4 separate regions of the Mus musculus genome follow, and regions 1, 3 and 4 are each linked to region 2. Evidence: chromatin contacts called from public HiChIP or PLAC-seq and promoter capture Hi-C data. All regions are on one chromosome and are shown on one strand. The core of a region is the stretch at or near the end of the contact, and the rest is flanking DNA. Distances in the headings are between cores, read along the strand shown. Region 1 holds the start of Kcnj2 (potassium inwardly-rectifying channel, subfamily J, member 2). Region 2 overlaps Map2k6 (mitogen-activated protein kinase kinase 6). Region 3 has its middle 99 kb from the start of Kcnj2. Region 4 has its middle 36 kb from the start of Kcnj16.

Region 1 (2,886 bases), core at 357-2,856, 620 kb after region 2:
TAATATATGACTTAATATATGATAAAGAAGACTTTCCTTGTGGGAAAAAATATCCCATTATACAAGGGCTTAAATGGCAACCCTCAGTATTGGGGCTTGATGGGGATTCAGCCTCAGCAAATGAAATGCCATTTGGATATCAAAAGAGTCCCAGGGCTTTCATGATCCATTCTGCACCCTCTTAAGTGTATTGCTCATGCTAGGAAAAGAGGCAGGCTTCTTAAGGTAAAATGAAAATCTATGCACATTTCACCAGCACCTCCTAGGGGCCAAGTGCGGATGTGGGACTAGGAGGTGGGTATCCACTCAGCAGCTCAGAACGGCTCCTTTCAACACTCGTACACATAAAAGTGTGCCCTGCTCCTACCACCTAGAACGCGAAATATTTTGTAGAGGTTGTTTGGTGACTCAAGGCAGTCTTTACGGGCTTAAGTTAAAGGTAGGCAGATGCTTTGGGGTGCTTGAAGCATATTCATTAAACCGGACTGCAAAACTCCGTGGAAGATAAAAGACTCCTAAACGCATCATGTCATTTTAAAAGCAAAGCTTCGCTACGATACCAATGTACTCAGAGATAACATGCACCTGCTTTACACACTCAGTGGAGAATTCATTTATAAATTGTCAGGATGCAGGTGCTAACCGAGGCTGGTTTTTGAAGGTCTGCAGTACTCTTGCCTGGTTGCTGGGAAGGAGGACGGGGAGGCGCTGGAGCGAGGGCAGAGCTGAGAGTCTGTAGGAGTTGCTGTTCCAGAGAATTCATTACTCTCTAATTGTTCTGGTTTTACATGAGCAGAGCTTGCCGGGCGGTGGTGGAGAGAAAGATCGAGGGCGAGGGCGGACAAGGCGAAAGGAACCAGCGGCTCCCTCCCTTCCCCCACACATCCCAGAGAAGTCTAGGCGCATTTTTTTTCTTTTTTTTTTTTTTGTAAGTAATTCACCATCATTTGCGAGGAGAAACGGCCCAGTCAGACAAGCAATCGCTAGCACATCTAAATTTTGCAGGGTATTGAGTGCGGGTCCCGGGACCCTTTCCAGGTTTAATTTAAGGATTATCCGCAAGCTGCAGTTGAGTGCTCTGTGGGTTTCCACAGTCTACAGGCTGGAAAAGGGCTGGAGGGAGACGCACCCCAGTGGTTATTTATTCCCTCCCTGCTGTAGACGTCTTTCCCAGGCACTGACACCTCTCGGGCCCTTATACAGGAACACGTACAGCCGGCCTCCACTGTGGAAAGAAACCGGGAAGTGTGGGTCTCACAGAACCCAGTAGGAAGCTTTGCCCAAGGCCAGGCTGCAATTAGGCAGCCGCATGGAGGCTGAGCTTCCCACCTGTTGCTGTACCCTCTGGGCCGCGACTTCCTCCTCCTCAGCCCAGAGCTGGACTCTCAGACCAGGCTAGGCAGCTGGAGGAGGTAGAGGAAGCCACAGCAGGTTCCGAGGCTGGCAGAGCCAGGGTCCGCGGGTGTAGAGATCCTCCTCCTCCTCCTCCTGATGGCGGTTCCCGGGGCGGGGGAAGCGCAGCCACGTGCGCTCCGATTGGCCAACAGTGGGCAGAGGGCGGAGCCAACAAGGCCGGTTATCACAAGGACCGCCTCCAGGCTATCGCAGAGCGCACTGGAGCCCTGGCCAGCGCGCAGCCTTCCCAGCACCGGCAAGCAGTGTCTTGGGAATTCTCACTTGCTTCGGCTCATTCTCTTTCACAAAAACCACTGGATCTTACATGCTTCTGTAATCCCCACTTCCACTCCATGTCCCCATGATCCTGTACCAGCAACAGGTAAGGGCTTCTGTGTTTTCTTCCTGTTCTCTTCTGGGTTGTCTGTGTGTGTCCAGGGCAATGAACTTGCTCCACAGTCCTCTACCCTACAGCTCCGGCTGCTCCGGAGGTGCCCAGTTGTCAGGCTGCTGTTAATGCTTTCCTCCCGCAAGCTTTGGAGTCCCGGCTCATTGCCTATATAGTTTGTGTGCGCACCAGAACATCCTCAGAGCTAAAAATACTGAGACACGCTTGGAAGAGTTGAGCAATAGAAACAGATTTCTCTGCAGCATCTGTTTGTGCTCATAACTTCCAATGCACCAGCTGTAGGGAGATATTGGGTTTAGAGTCAAGCGCGAGCCTGGCGTGGATTCTTCCTCTTATTGCGGGTGAGAGGGAGGAAGAGAAGGAGACTGGGGCTTGATCGGACCAAGAGACTTAGCACTTAATCTAGATCCTTGGTGTTTGGGGAGGGGGAGTCCTTGCTACAGATACAGCACAAAATTCCAGAGTGAGCTTCTCAAGTCTCAAAGTTCCTTTGCTGAGAAAAAAAGGAAAAAAGTAGCAGCCAGAGTTGGATTTTAGCTTCAAGACCGCAAAACTTTCCCATCCGATGTCGGTCTCCCCTAAGTACTTTGCTATTCTTAGTAATAATGGTGTAAATTCCTCATTTGAAGACAGTGTGGTTTAAGGGAAGCAATGATCGAAGCAACTTGATTCAGGGAGGAAAACGACTGCATCATAACTAGTACTCCTATGACAGTTGAGGGAAAAACCAAGTTAGGAAATGGGTAGTCGCACGTCCGTCTGCTTCAGTCTGTCAGTGGAGATTTGGATGAGGTTATCCATTCTAGAGATTTTCACAAACTCCGAAGATACCTGGCAGTAAATAAAGGCATTGCTTGAAAACCTGTTTTGGTTAAGCACAGAAGAGAATTAATATATCTCCTTTAATCATTTGTTGTCTTTTCCTATTAATAATTAATAGGCAGTCGTATTTCCTCTTGGAAACCAGCTCTGTAGGTGCACTGTGAGCTACCATTACACTTGTCTTTCTCTTCTTACCCACATCTAAGGGTTTTATTTTTATTTTCATTACATAGTTGAGTACACACACACACACACACACA
Region 2 (2,779 bases), core at 143-2,642:
GAAGCGGGATAAACAGATACAGGTGAGGGGGTGTTGAGAGATGAGGGTGGGCAAAAGGGATACCCGGTATGGATGGATGTAGGTAACTACGTCTGTACGACATTGAAGGTGTCAATGGGTTGGAGACACATAACTCAAAAGGTGAGCCGTCAATAAAAAACTCAGGCAAAAGCTTAGCTAAAACTCCAGAGACTTGGATTCAGCAGAGAGGAGGCACTTGAAGTCAGACACTTACTAGGATGGAATGAGGGGCACACACACACACACACACACACACACACACACACACACAGAGAGAGAGAGAGAGAGGGAGAGGGAGAGGGGAGAGACAGAGACAGACAGAGAGAGCACTTAGAAACTTTGGATAGGCGTCAGGGCAACCTGTAGAATAGTGATGAAAGAGCCACTTAGACAGGTAGGAGGAAGAAGAGTCTTAGATGGATTTAAAACAGTCCACGCCCTTTTTTGCCTTTGCATCCGTAGTTGTGAAGGGAGTCCTATTACCTGGTTGGTTGGCTGGTTGATTGACTGAATCAAGTACTCTAGGCTTAGTTTAAAGTAGTCCAGGATGACCCTGATATCCAGTCCCCCTGCCTCTGTCTCTCTAGAGCTGGGAATCACAGCTGTGTCTGGGGAATCTTACACAGGGTTCACGAATGTTCTACCAACTGAGCCTCATGCCTAGCCTGGAAAGTGTCCCTCCACCCCCCCCCCCCCGCCCCGCTGCCCCCACCCCAGGGTTTCTCTGTATAGTACTGGCTCTCCTGGAAATCACTCTGTAGACTAGGCTGGCCTCAAACTTAGAGACCCCACTGGTGCTGGGTTTTAAGTCGTGTCACTTGGCTGGAAAGTCCTAAAAGGGGACTTAACTTGCAGTTCCTTATTTCTTTGCCTCCTGGAACAGCACCCTTTCCGCAGGATAGATCTTAAAACGATTGAAAAGATAATGCTTGAGGCTTGGTCTCATCTTTGTTCCCTCATCCCTCTGCCCAGATTTCTTCCTGCCAAGTTTTACAGCAGATTCTGACCTGTTGGGTCAATGATCCTGACGGGTGGAGGAGACCATGCTGGGACCACTGAATGGCCTCCCTTTGTCTGGCTGTGTGTTTTCCTGACTGTTTATGGTTTCTGACAGGGTTGTTTTTGTTCTAGGGAGAGCTGGCTTGAGAAAGCCAGCTGCTGAGAAAACCAGTGGGGCTTCACTTCCCTCTGGGGTGATCTCCAAGGCTCCCCCACAGAGTTGTGAGTTAGCATCCCAAAGCCATTCCTTATCCACTGGGGTCAACTGAGGCCGCTGCATCCTTCATTTTGATAGAGGAAACTTCAGGACTTCAGGAGCCTGACAGGAGACAGGGTTCCATTTCAACCACCAATCACACATTAAGCCCCGCCCTCCCCTGGGAGGAGTACGTGGGGGAGGACTGAAGGTGGAGAGGAAGAGAGAGTAAATTCTACTTCCCTGACTTCTCCTTCCTTGTTATCAGTCACACTGCCCTCTTTCTCAGAGCGTACAATGTCAGTTTTAGCAAGAAGTTATGCGTAGACATTTGAAAGGAGGCAATTTGGAAAAAAGGTGAACGGAGGGAGGGTTTCAGTTCACATTTGGGATGAATCACACACACACACACACACACACACACTGGGGATTGTAACCTGTAAACCCGAAGCCGAGTCTCCAGCTCAAGCCTGGCCACGCTATGCATGACCCTGGGCACCCCGCTGAAACCTTCAGCAGGGCGACTTTGTATGCAGCCACCGCGGGCATTGGCAAGGGAGGCTGGGAGAACTTCTACCTTAGTCAGCAGGGAGTTGACTGAGTTAGCATCTCCTCTTACCCTGGGATAGGACTCTGGTCAGATGATCTGTGTGGCCAGGATGTTCTGGCCGTGAAGAGAGGCTTGGCTAGTCTCTGTGGGTTCCAGCACACACAGTTCTCCTGTGGAGTGACAGGGGGAACGCAGTGTGCTCGTCGGGGCTGAAGCAATTGTATTTAGCTATCCCTCTTCTCTGTAGGATCCTTGCAAAGGTGGATTCTTCCGGTGAACTCCTAAGAACTTGAGAATCCAGCCTCAGTTCCTGTCTGGATGGCTTTTGTTTGTTGTTGGTTTTTTGTTTTTGTCCGCATTTGTGACGCTGCGCGCTAAGCCTTGGCCTCATTTCTGGGTCAGTCTTTCTTCACGTATTCCAGGCTTCACCCCACCCCCACCACCCAATCCGGCTTTCCTCAAGCCCCTCCCACCTTTCCAACCTCCTGCGCTGCATTCCTGCCCCTAAGAAGTCATGGGTTTGAGATCACATATGTAGCGTCTTCAAAGATTTCTTAGCAGTTAGGAATGCGTGTTGGAACATGTGCAGATGAAATCACGCTATGTCTGGGATTTGCTTCAAAGGACTCTAGTACAAGTGTGTGCGTGGGGGGTGTGCATAAAGCAAGAACAACCAAGGACTGATGGGTTTTTAATGGGAATCTTAGGTGTGGAAGGGTTCGTTACATTGTTCTCCTGTGGGTTTGAGATTTCTCATAATGACTGGCTGATCAACAAAAACGTTTTCTTTATTAACCAAGCTAGAGGTGATCTCTCCCATAGGTGTTTGAAGCTTCTTTGTCATAGAGTTTTTGTTTGTTTTGTTTCTGGTTTTGTTTGTTTGTTTGTGTGTTTGTTTTTTGACATCTGCTTCCTGTTACAGTTGCTGACAGGCAAGTATAGCTTAGTCGTTAGATGGCCATGCATCCTGACCTGCCTAGGTCAGTGTTAGAACACTCCTGTGCCATGTCCTA
Region 3 (2,888 bases), core at 56-2,555, 720 kb after region 2:
CCTCACTGGAAAGAGAGGCCCATTGGTCGTGCAAACTTTATATGCCCCAGTACAGGGGAACGCCAGGGCCAAAAAGTGGGAGTGGGTGGGTAGGGGAGTGGGGGGAGAGGGTATGGGGGACTTTTGGGATAGCATTTGAAATGTAAATGAAGAAACTACCTAATTAAAAAAATTATAAAAAAAACTTGTATCACAAAAATCTGCTTGAAAGAAAAAGATGTTGATTGTATCACTGAGATATGGTTTGTTCTAAGTTAAGATGAAAATGAACTTCATTCCCTTCTGCATGACCTCAGCAGGATGAGGGATCGCAAGGTAGCACACGAGGCGGCACGATGCCACAGCACAGAAAGGCACTTGCTACTGAGCCTTAGGACCCGAGTTCCATTCTGGAAACTGTGTAGTGGAAGGAAATAACGGATTCCTGCAAGCTGTCCTCTGACATCTACACTTGTGCTATGCTATGTGTGTATATCCCAACTCTCTGCACGCATATCACACAAAATAAAATTTAGGGAAAAATATAGAACAAAAGTTTTAGAAGCAGTGAAGGATGCTACAGAGGGTACAATCTTTATTACAGGTCATTTTATTAGTGGCAACCCTTCGTTGACCTTTTGGTGATGTAACAAATTCAGGAGTCAGGATCTCTATTTATGTTCACTCAAGATATAATTCCTTCATGTCAAACACATAAGAGTTGACATCTGCAGTAATCCTGCAGCGGAAAGCCATCTATGATTCTATATTGTTTCTGTTTTGAAAGTCAAATCCAGTCAGCCTTTTAACATTATATTTGATTACTTTGTTTCTTGTCTTACTGAGAAGTTAAGTGGTTGAATAGAATATCAGTATTATTGTAATTTTTATTGTTTAGGGGAAAGTCTCAGACAGTCATAGCCAGGTACTGTCATGGGAAATTGCCACATGCTTTCATTAGTCTGGAATCAATGCCTAAAATAACTTCATTTCATTCCCCTCAATGACTCTGGAATAATAGTTATACTGTACTCTTCCAAACCAAGGGATAAGTTATATAATTTATCAAATCCATCCTATTAGTATACAATTTGAATTCAGCATTTAAATCCAAGGTGGCAACAACTGGGAGCCTGTTAAATCTCCATTGTTCTGCCATGGCATGCACAAGAGATTGTCAGTAGGAAGCTGTGATGCACAGACAATGATCATATGAGCAAGGTGAAAAGTGTGAGGGAGTTGGAGAAACAACACTTAACTCTGATACACAGAGGGCTTCTAAGCAGCTTCAGGAAGGAGAAGTCACAAGCAACTTCATAAAGGACAGTTTCTCCCACATCAGATAAGGAAGCAGAAAAATAGAAATAGGAAGTGCAGGGTCCTGGTGGGAGCTCAGCTGATATTCCCATTTCTGCTTTAAATACTTTTGTTTTTGCTCAATTTCTTTACTTTACTCTCCAGGCAAGTAGAAATGGTGGCTAGAGAGTAAGAAGTGATATTTTTAAAAGCTCATTTGAAATGCTTCTGTAAGAACAAGATGAGGGCAACTGAACTTTATGGTCAGTTAAGTGTCAGCAGTGTACTTATAACTTGGAACAGTTAGCTTTCATCTAGATGAGAAAGAAAGCTAGGTTACCTCAAAGCCCTGCTTATGTGTCTTTATTTCCACATTCTCCTAACGTCAACAAGCTTTCCCGTGCCCTCAGGAGTGGGTTGGTCACTGCAGCGACAGAGATACACTGACCTAAACGTTCTTGACTTCTCCAGGACTCCTATTGGCAAGGTGGTTAAAATGTTTGCTCCACTGTGCCGTTACCTTTCTCCTCCACGATCTCTCTGGGAATATTTATCTATGAGGAGTTACAAAAAAGATTCTTGGCCTTAGAGGAAAGACAGATGAACAAATTAACCCCTAAGGGATTGTGTTGGCTTTTTCTGGTCATGGTGTCTACCTGGGTTACTCTTTTTTTTTTTTTCTCATATCCTCCTGTATGGAATGCAGAGTAATGAGGAAAACCATCATTAGTACAGAATTTACGGACAAATCCAAAAGTCATCACTCTTCTTCGCTTTTCTCTGATTACTAGATTAAAATAAATAAAGATGGGGAAGCGCCATGGTGTTGTATTTGGTACTGGCTGTTCACATTAAGATGTCATGTGTATTTCCTGGCATAGCTTCTATTGACTTTGTGTCTGGGCTTGAGTGTTAATCATACATTTCAAATTAAAGTGGGAATCGCTGAAGATTTATGGCAGTGTGTGCTTTTTTTTTTTCCTCATGCAGCATAGATCAGACAACTCTTCATGACTCCGTGGAGATAAAGATGGGACTGTTAGAAATAAGGTACCCACCTTTACTATTCCACAGGCTTCTGAATGGACACACAAAGGAGAACAATGTGATGAAAAATCTGTGTTAAAAAAAAGTCGCGTCTGGATGGTGGTGGCACATACCTTTAATCCTAGCAGTTTGGAGGCAGAGGCAGGCAGATCTCTGAGTTCTAGGCCAGCCTGCTCTACATCAAGCATTCCGGGACAATCAGGGCTAAAGAGAAAAACTGTCTTAAGAAAAAAGACAAAAAATACAGAAAGGAAGGAAGAAAGGGAAGAAGGAAGGAAGGAAGAGGGAAAAGAACAGAAAGAAAAGAGAACAAGAAATAAGTCTTTGATTTGCCCTCAGTATCTACTGGGAATTTAGCATTGTAAAGCCTCTACCTAGGGCTAGGGAGATAGCTCAAATGGTAAAATACATGTCTTGTAAGCGTAACGGATTAGATGAGATTGTTCTTCCAGAATATACATGAACAAGCTGAACCGCACTTACAATTCCAGAACTCAGAAGGTGAAGACAAGTGGATCCTTAGAGCTCATTGGCCATTCATCCCAGAACAGTCAGGCCAAGACAGC
Region 4 (3,007 bases), core at 354-2,853, 510 kb after region 2:
CAATAAATGGGAGAAAATGGAAGCAATCTTAAAATAGCTCTACACAAATCTACAACAAAATGCAAGAATTCTGAGCTTGCAAAATTTCAGAGGAAATTCCTTGGCTTGAGCCTGGCTAGAGATCTATGGTTTCTGCAGTGAGATATGTATTGATAACCTGCAGAGATGGACATGAGAGTACTAGATATATAACACTATATATCTATTATTCTGAAATAAGAACAACTGAACTCTGGCTGAAGAGGTAGCTCAGTGGGTAAAGTATTTGTTGTGCCAACATGAAGATCTCAGTGTAGATTCCCTGCACACACACACACACACACACACACACACACACAATCTTAGCATAGTAATGTATACCTGTAACTACAGCACTGGTTTGGGGATGCGAAATGGGGGATGGGAAATGTGGGCAAGGACATGCTTATCTCAGGTGTTTCCTGGATTCATAAAGGTAAGCTCTAAGTACAGTGGGAGACCTTTTCTTAAAATGTGAGATGGAAAATGACTGAAAAAGGCACACAGAGTCAATTTTTGGCTTCCATATGTACATGGACTAGACAAACTCACTGTGTCTCCCCTGAATATATACAAGCTTGTAATACACATACACTTTACACACACAAACACACACACACACACACACACACACACACAATGGTAGAGTTATATAGGTGAGACTACAAAAAAAAAACAGTGTTATATTGATTGTCAACTTAATCAAGCTCTGTGACCTGCACTAAATATTATCCTCAAGGGCATGAGTAGTTAACATTAGAAAGAACAACCTAATTACTGGTTCCTTTAACATATATACACACATTTAGTGAGCATAAGGTCTACATTAGGCACTATCCGATGTGTGTGGACACAATTCTTGTTCTCAACTATGTAGCTTTATTTCAATGTAATATGAACAAAAGAAATAATACATTATTTGTAAAGATAATGGAGATTAACCAAGTCTTTCCATTTTGGAAAACACAGATCCTCAGACATAAAACCTCTTGACAGAGACCACACCTCTCTTTACTCCTCTGCCCTAAGGGAAATTCTACTTTATAATGTTTTCTCTGACCATGTTATCCCTATATACTTGATTGTTTCCACTGAGTTATTTTCTTCTCACAAAGATGTGAAAGATCTTTAAAATAATTCATCCCATATATTCAGATAACAAAACTCCACAATTATTTTTGACTTCTCATTCCTGTCCTGCTACATAACATAAAGCCTTTATTTTTTTCCTTAATTTCATTTGCTTTTGCCTACCTTCAGCACCCTCACTAACTGCTGGGTAATGAGTGGCAAAAGCCTGGGATAAGAAAAGGCTGGGGGATGGAGCTGAGAGGAAATAGCAAAAGGCAGTCAAGCAGAGAAGTGATGTTTGAGCAGTGACTTATTATAGGAGTCCAGGTTGCGGTTCTTGTTACCATCGGGGACATTTTGATCTGTGATCTGATGGACTAGCTGTGTGAATTTTGTCTTTACAAAAGGAGGGGAAAAAAATTCCATTTGCATAAGCTGGGCATCTGAGCACAGCTGCACTCCCCGTGGAGATTCAGAAGTTCTCAGGTTCTCAGTTCTCCAAATGCAAACAGAAACCTGGTCAGGCTCTCATCAGTGCAGGAGTTAAAGGGCACGTGACTCTGCTAGACAAAACAAGAAGACTTACAGACTCACTGGAAACGTCTAGGTTTTGAAAAGTACCTGATGTGGAAAAAAATTGAAAGAGACAGGAATGGAAAATTCCTTTGCTGGCTTCCTGCTCTCCTTCCTGCTAAAGCAGGATTAGTTACCAGCTGTCAAAAGAAATATCATTTTTGATTCTTATTTTGGGGAAAGGAAAGCATTAGAAAAAAAAATTCTTGGAAGGGGCGCCAAGCAACATGGTCTTGCCTTTTTGCAGTTCATTCTTGAAGTTTGAAACAGCAGCAGAAGGTTCTAAATTAGGAGGCAAAGCATGCACCTCTGTATGAACAAAAGGGAAGCGAGATAAAGGAGGGGATGCACGCCACTTTCTTCCCTTCCAATGTTACCTAATGAAAACAGTAATGGGGTCAGGGACACAGGACTTGCAATGTTGAAGTGGTGATCGAAAGCCATCTCTCAGAGATGAAGACAGGGCAAATACACACAAAATCATCTCCAAGATCAGGTATTTATTGAGACTATGACTGATTAATGCTCAGACGTACATAGAACATGTACATCACTGCTGTCAAGGCCCAGCAAGTGTCACAGAAGAGGACACAGGAAGCTTAAAAGGGACACAGGTGGGGTGGGAGAGAGGACTGGTGTGAACAGTTCTCTGCATGTAGCATGGCCCTTGCAGTCACAAGCAAGAGATACAGCTCACACACAAAACAAACATGCAACTTGCAGGAGAACACGTAGGGAAGAAGGGACGAGGAGGGTCAAGGAGGCAGTGAGGAGACTATGGCTGTAATACTATAAATGTGAATAAAACCAAAAAAAAAAAAAAAGATCTTGAGAGCAGTAGTGTTAGAGAGGCAGGCCCCGTGATTAAAGGTGAGCACTGATTATGTAGAGGAACGGGGCTTTGCTTTCCCAGTACCCAGGTCAGGCAGCTCCCAAACACCTCTAACTTGAGCTCTGCCGATCTGATACCCTTGTCTGACTCCCACTGACAGTTGCACTTCCTTATGTGTATACCTCCCCCCCCCAAGCCCCAGACATACACAGAATGAGAAACAGGGAAAGTGAGCCTTTTAAAAACAGAGGTCATCTTAGTCATAATAGTCATAATAAATGTGTAGATAATTTTAACATCCAGGAGAGATTTTAGATAATATTCTCTTCATTCTAATCCCCTGGAAAATGTAACTTGTGTATCTCTGTGTTCATTATGGTTTAGGCATAAGATGCTCCCTAAAATCTCCGTGCTTGAACACTTGGTCAGTAGATGGTGGCACTGTCTGGAAGTTGAAGAACCTTGAAGGCAAGAGTACACAGGTTGAGGTGCTTTGCGGGCTGCATCTCAGCT

Evidence for each region. Promoter capture Hi-C pulls out the DNA fragments that hold promoters and counts their contacts. HiChIP or PLAC-seq counts read pairs in DNA pulled down with a chosen protein or histone mark.
Region 1: a contact with region 2 is called in an H3K27ac HiChIP or PLAC-seq map of bone marrow-derived dendritic cells, with 3 times the contacts expected there. The contact joins the promoter of Kcnj2 here to the enhancer-like site in region 2. A contact is called at or near these places in 3 of 39 promoter capture datasets (the C10 cell line, hematopoietic stem and progenitor cells and liver), 1 of 484 Hi-C or Micro-C datasets (uterus), 5 of 115 datasets of contacts at active chromatin or transcription factors (bone marrow-derived dendritic cells, bone marrow-derived macrophages, kidney and 1 more) and 1 of 9 other capture datasets (liver).
Region 3: an H3K4me3 HiChIP or PLAC-seq map of bone marrow-derived macrophages shows a contact between it and region 2, with 8 times the contacts expected there. The contact joins two enhancer-like sites. A contact is called at or near these places in 1 of 115 datasets of contacts at active chromatin or transcription factors (bone marrow-derived macrophages) and 1 of 9 other capture datasets (embryonic stem cells).
Region 4: a contact with region 2 is called in a promoter capture Hi-C map of cranial neural crest. The contact joins two enhancer-like sites. A contact is called at or near these places in 2 of 39 promoter capture datasets (cranial neural crest and second pharyngeal arch cranial neural crest), 1 of 484 Hi-C or Micro-C datasets (B cells) and 1 of 115 datasets of contacts at active chromatin or transcription factors (stem cell-derived neural progenitor cells).

The regions. Positions count from the first base shown.
Region 1 is chr11:111,064,558-111,067,443 of GRCm38.p6, forward strand. Kcnj2 (potassium inwardly-rectifying channel, subfamily J, member 2) reads left to right here and starts at 1,607. Exons shown (of 2, transcript NM_008425.4): 1 at 1,607-1,777.
Region 2 is chr11:110,447,114-110,449,892 of GRCm38.p6, forward strand. All of the region lies in intron 1 of Map2k6 (mitogen-activated protein kinase kinase 6), which reads left to right. Among named protein-coding and RNA genes, the nearest start is that of Gm39446, 28 kb to the right of the region's middle. Within about 2 kb of position 1,393, at least 142 of the 459 cell types and tissues checked have an H3K27ac peak or open chromatin away from gene starts, as enhancers often do. A contact at or near this core is called in bone marrow-derived dendritic cells, bone marrow-derived macrophages, kidney and 2 more, where this site is marked.
Region 3 is chr11:111,163,791-111,166,678 of GRCm38.p6, forward strand. No RefSeq gene overlaps it. Among named protein-coding and RNA genes, the nearest start is that of Kcnj2, 99 kb to the left of the region's middle. Within about 2 kb of position 1,306, at least 7 of the 459 cell types and tissues checked have an H3K27ac peak or open chromatin away from gene starts, as enhancers often do. A contact at or near this core is called in bone marrow-derived macrophages, where this site is marked.
Region 4 is chr11:110,960,313-110,963,319 of GRCm38.p6, forward strand. No RefSeq gene overlaps it. Among named protein-coding and RNA genes, the nearest start is that of Kcnj16, 36 kb to the right of the region's middle. Within about 2 kb of position 1,604, at least 34 of the 459 cell types and tissues checked have an H3K27ac peak or open chromatin away from gene starts, as enhancers often do.